Linked DNA regions of Sus scrofa: region 2 is linked to region 1. A link is a contact called in public Hi-C data. All regions are on one chromosome and are shown on one strand. The core of a region is the stretch at or near the end of the contact, and the rest is flanking DNA. Distances in the headings are between cores, read along the strand shown. Region 1 has its middle 12 kb from the start of CCL4. Region 2 holds the start of CCL16 (C-C motif chemokine 16).

Region 1 (2,700 bases), core at 22-2,521:
TGGTTATTAAAATGAAAAAGGTAGTCAAACACTGGGAAAACTACTTGCGACACATTTACCCAACAAAGTCCTTGTAGCAAGACTATATGAAGAACTCTGAAAATTCAGTGGGACCACCAACAACCCAACTTTTTAAACAAGCAAAAATTTTAAGACACTTCACCCAAGATTTGGAAGACAAATACGCACATGAAAAAATACTCACCATTAGTCATTAGCAAAGTGCAAAATAAAAGCATAAGGAGATACTAATACTCATCCACAGGAATAGCTAAAAAATACTTGAAAAGACTAATAATCCCACCAAGTGTTGTCCAGGGAGCAACTGGATCACTCATATGCAATTGGTGGAAATGCTAAATTGTACAACCACTGTGAGAAACTCTTTGGCAGTTTCTTTCCACTCTTAGGTATTTACCCAAGAGAAATGAAACCATATTTTCATGCAAGCATGTAGTTATGAATGCTCATTGCAACTTCATTTGTGATAGCAACTGTAAACAACTCAAACATCCACCAACAGATGCATGGATTTACAAACTGAGGTACATGCACACAGTGGAACACTACTCAGGAATAAAAATTAATGAACTATTGACACACAACAGCATGGATGAAAATCAAAATAATTAGGTTGAGTGAAAGAAATTAGACCCCACCAAAAAAGTACATCCTGTATGATTCCATAATGTAAAATTCTAGAATTTTATAAACAGTGACAGAAAGCAGATCTATTTTGAAGGTGACGGATTTATTCATTATCTTGATTGTGGTGATCATTTCACAGAATATACACCTGTTGAAATTTATCAAATTGGACACTATACATAATGTATAAAAAAAATAATTGAAATTTAGTTCCCTTGTGGCACAGCTGGTTAAGGATCTGGCATTGTCACTGCAGCAGCCCAGGTCATTGCTATGGTGTGGATTCGGTCCCTGGCCTGGGAACTTCCACACGCCATGGACACAGCCAAGGAAAAATCATTTAAATTGAAATTCAGAGAGCCGCTTGTGGATTGTGGCTATGTATTGAACAGCTTGGATCTAGGCAGATGAAAAGCAGAAGCCAAGACTGCTCTCGGTTCTTTGCTGCTAGCCTCTTCTCACACCTTTTGGGATTAGTTCTGCCCCCTCCTTCTCTCAGTCCCTACAGAATCTGAAGGACGTTTCTCTGGAGCTGTGGGATGGGGAAGCGGCTGAGGGTAGGGCAAGGAAAGGAATTGTTTCTGTGGGCCCCAAAGAGGTATGAGGTCTCACTTCTCCTTTCTCATTGGACTAAGAACACTCAAACAAGCCATGCAAATCAAAACCGCAATGAGGTTTCCTCACATTCTCACACTAGTCAGAATGGCCATCACTAAAAAGTCTATAAATAATAAATGTTGGAGAGGATGTGGAGAAAAGGGAATCCCCCTACTCTGTGTGTAGAAATATAAATTGGTGCAGCCAATATGGAAAAAAGTGTGGATGTTCCTTAAATAACTGAAATTAGAGTCACCGTACAATCTAGCAATCCCACTCCTGGGCATATATACAGAAAAGATTCAAATTCTAATTTTAATACATGCACCTCAGTGTTCATTGCAACATTATTTATAGTAGCCAAGGCATAGAAACACTCTAAGTATACATCAACAGATGACTGGGGAGAGGACAAGATGGCGGAGGAGTAGGGGGACACGCTCGCCCTCTCCCACAAACACAACAAAAAAAGCACATCTACAGAAGAAATGACTCGCACAGAACAACAACCAATCGCTGGCAGAGGAACCTAAACTCCAATAACGGCAAGAAGTTCGTGACATTATTGGGCAGAACGGGAGAAAAGAGGAGAGTGAGAGAAGGTGAATCCGAGCGGGACGGGCGCTCCCGAAAGGGAACTGCGGAGGAGAAAGGGATCCCGCACCCTGGAAAGTCTCCTACCGGGGGAAAGATCAAACGAACCGGAGGAATCTCCAGATGCAGAGAAGAGTGTAGCAGTAAGTCGGAGTACGGAAAAAAGATCAAGAACCCAACGGACCATCTGAACTACGGGCACAGTCAGCAAAAATTGAGACGCCTGGGTGGGGGCTGGGCACCGAATCCTCGGCTCCAGAGGTTAGTCCCCGGGAAAGGGCCGGGGGACGCCTGGGTGGGGGCTGGGCACCGAGACCTCAGCTCTGAAGGTTGGTCCCCGAGAGGGGGCCGGGGGACGCCTGGGTTGGGGCTGGGCACCGAGACCTCGCCTCCGAAGGTTAGTCCCCAAGAAAGGGCCGGGGGACGCCTGGTGGGGGGGCTGGGCACCGAGACCTCAGCTCCAGAGATTAGTCCCTGGGCTAGGGGGGCGGGGAAGAGCGGAAACTGCTTGGGAGGTCTCTAAACCATTTGACGGGGCAGAGACTGCCTGGGAGACTAGAAAACAAAGCTGTCGCAGAGGAAGGGAGCAATACTCTAGGGGCGGGGAAGTGGAAAGCCGCCTCAGAGGGAACCTGGGAGAAGAGCCTGGTCTGCGCCCGTGCTGGGGAGGGGAGAGAAGAAGGGGTGGGTCCCCATAGAATACCCCCCACGCCACAGCAAGCTTACAGGCCCGCTAGCTAGCAGAAAGCTGTGCTTCCCAGTGCATTCCCTCCCCCCACCCCCGCCACCCCCTATGCTCTCGCCGAACCTGGGGCTGCCTGCCATCCAGGAGGGCTGGCCTCAACAATTGCCTGAAGCCTA
Region 2 (2,700 bases), core at 58-2,557, 150 kb after region 1:
ATGCTCCAAGAACAACACCCAGCTGTCCCCCAAGGCTTCCACGTTCAACAAGGCACTCTGTGAACTTAGAGAAAGAGCACTCCCAGTGTAGGCACAACGACCACCTTCCCTGGCCTCCAGCCTCCACTGACAAGGCCCAAGAGGGTGCCTGCAGCTAAAGGTACAGCCAGGCTTCCTCGAACTTCATCGCCTCCATGAACAGAGGTCAAGTGCTGTCCCACCTACACACTCTCCCCACCCTCATAAAAAGCCACGGTTTCACCACCATTAACTGCCTTGAACCCACCAGGACTAATTGCATCATATGTGTTCCCTATTTATGAGCAGTCATGCCAATCAGCAAGCCCCATAAGGATCTTCATAGTCCTTGTTTTGCTCTGCCTCCCTCTGCTCTGATCTCCCAAAACATTCCCTCAGGCTTCAGAAGTTCACAGTCCATCAAAGGCAAAATCTCTCTTTCATTTCTTCTCTGAACGCTGCCTCCAATCTGAAACGGGGTCCTGAGGCAGTCTGAAGAGAGAAGATGCTGAGGGACGGGTCCAGCCTCAGCCAAAGCCCGAGGGCAGAAGCTAGAACTTTGGGTCTCAGAAGCAGGTTTTCGGGCTTGGAGTCTTGGGGCGCCCTCTGCTGGTCACAGTGGCAGATCCGATTAACCCACACAGCGGGCACCCAGAAGGGATCAGACAACTAGACCTAAAACTGGTTCTGAGTCCAAGGTCCAAAGAGATAAATGAGAACATTAACAAATAAACCAAACACTTCAGCAACAAGTGGGGACCAAGGATCAGGATTTTTTTTTTTTTACTATTAGTTACATAACCTGTGACAAAAGTGAGCTCAATCATGGGTTCTGGGAGGGGTGGGGGGAACATCCTTTTCAGAGGGCACTAAACCCTACCCTTGCCTCAGTCTGTGCTCTCCTGCTTTCTGCAAAATGGGAGTGAAGGAGTTCCCACTGTGGCTCAGCAGGTTAAGAACCCGACTAATATCCATGAGGATGCAAGTTCAATCCCTGGCCCCACTCAGTGGGTTAAGGATCCAGCATGAGCTGTGGTGTAGGTCGCAGATGCAGCTCGGATCCCAAGTTGCTGTGGCTGCGGTGTAGGCTAGCAGCTGCAGCTCTGATTTGACCCCTAGCCTCGGAACTTCCATTATGTGTGGGGCTAAAAGAAAAAAGAAAATAAAAAATAAGTTAAATTTGTTTAAAAGGGGAGTGAGAATCTCTCCTCCCTGCGGTGAGGACTAAGCGAATTAGGGCGTGCGAGGTGCTGACACACGGCGCATGCTCACACTTTCCCTTCCACTCGTTTTTTTCCTTCACACGGATTCAAATCTGACTGAATTCACCTCTGCACCAGCCCCTACCCTCCACCACCCTCCCTTTGGGCAGACACCCAGGGAGGCCCGTTGTCTCTCCTCCTCCACCCGCTCTGAAGCGGTCAGAGTCCAGAGAGCTGAGGGCTCAGAGGGAGGACCAGCAGGGAGCCCACCTCCGCTCAGCCCTGCCCTGGAGCTAAACTGCCCCCTCGAGAAGATGAAGGTCTCCGTGGCTTCCCTCTTTCTCCTCATCCTCATCCTCGCCACTACTTCTGCTCTTCGCGGCCAGGAAAGTGAGTGAGTCCACCCGTCCCTGAAGGGCAGCCGAAAGAAAGGGGAAATGGGGCAGCTGGCATGCTGCGAGGTGACGCTGAGAATACTGTCAGATCTCTGTCACCCGCCCCAGGGCCTCTCCGCTCCTGCACCCAGAGCTGCTGTCCTTAATCTCCCTCCTTTGTAAGTGGAGCTGGGCTGTGGTCCACATCCTTCTGGGGTTGGTCGGGCAGGTTCAGGAAGCTGGGTCAAGGTTACATCAGGGGTCCTCGGGATGGAGAGCAGGTGTGAGCACTTAGGAGGAAGAGCCGAGGAAGCAGCAGAAGAGACAGGAGTGAACAAACGTGATGAGGAGGAGAAAAGCCATAGGTTCCCCCGAAAGGGCAGGACGAGGGGAGTCTGGGAGGCGGGCTGAGGGAGGCTAGGGATGAGGGAAGCCCGGGAACGCAGAGTCTGAACCCACAAGGCCTTGCTCGCAGTGTCCGGCATGGATTGCTGGGACCATCAGGGCAACCAAAACAAGTCCCAGTGGGATGCCCAAGAGTGCTATTTTAGCATTTCTGTCTCCATCCCCCAGCCTAGGATTAAATAAAATCTGTAGAAATGAGAAAAGGAGTTGAGAGATTTTGAAGCCACGGGATGCCTGGGACCTATGGAGAACAGGATTCGTTTTGTCCACTCCCTACCCCTTCCTCTGCCATCATTTATAAAGGCTGGTGACAGGGGAGCAACTAAGACACTCAGGTCTTCCACCTACCTGCCTTCAGCTGCCCCATTCTTTTCTCCCTAAAGCTACCCTTGGCATACAGTCTGGTCGGACTCTGCCTGTGTAAACACTCAGGGAGCAAGGGTCACACACACCATTGCAATATGCCCTCATACCCTCAGGAAGCCCCTGGTCTTCATAAATGTTGCCTGAGGCCCAGTGGGACTGTGTGCAGAGGTGTCTCAGGGCCCTTCGGGAAGGTCAAGCAGGAAACCAACCCCCCAAAGCGTGGATCAGCCAAACGGTGCTCTTGAGAAGACTTCAGCTTTGCCACCAGCCAGAAGCAAAGGTCAGGGATTTGCATTCTGCAGGTGTAGCAACCTGCCCTCTGTGTGACACCCCAA

What was found. Hi-C and Micro-C count contacts between places; a contact is called where the count stands out from the background.
Region 2: a Hi-C map of blood shows a contact between it and region 1, with 4 times the contacts expected there. The contact joins the promoter of CCL16 here to the enhancer-like site in region 1. A contact is called at or near these places in 1 of 5 promoter capture datasets (liver), 26 of 47 Hi-C or Micro-C datasets (adipose tissue, alveolar macrophages, blood and 14 more) and 2 of 2 datasets of contacts at active chromatin or transcription factors (alveolar macrophages and skeletal muscle).

The regions. Positions count from the first base shown.
Region 1 is chr12:39,467,175-39,469,874 of Sscrofa11.1, forward strand. No RefSeq gene overlaps it. Among named protein-coding and RNA genes, the nearest start is that of CCL4, 12 kb to the right of the region's middle. Within about 2 kb of position 1,272, at least 3 of the 83 cell types and tissues checked have an H3K27ac peak or open chromatin away from gene starts, as enhancers often do. A contact at or near this core is called in alveolar macrophages, where this site is marked.
Region 2 is chr12:39,616,880-39,619,579 of Sscrofa11.1, forward strand. CCL16 (C-C motif chemokine 16) reads left to right here and starts at 1,308. Exons shown (of 3, transcript XM_003131714.4): 1 at 1,308-1,610. The coding sequence starts at 1,535.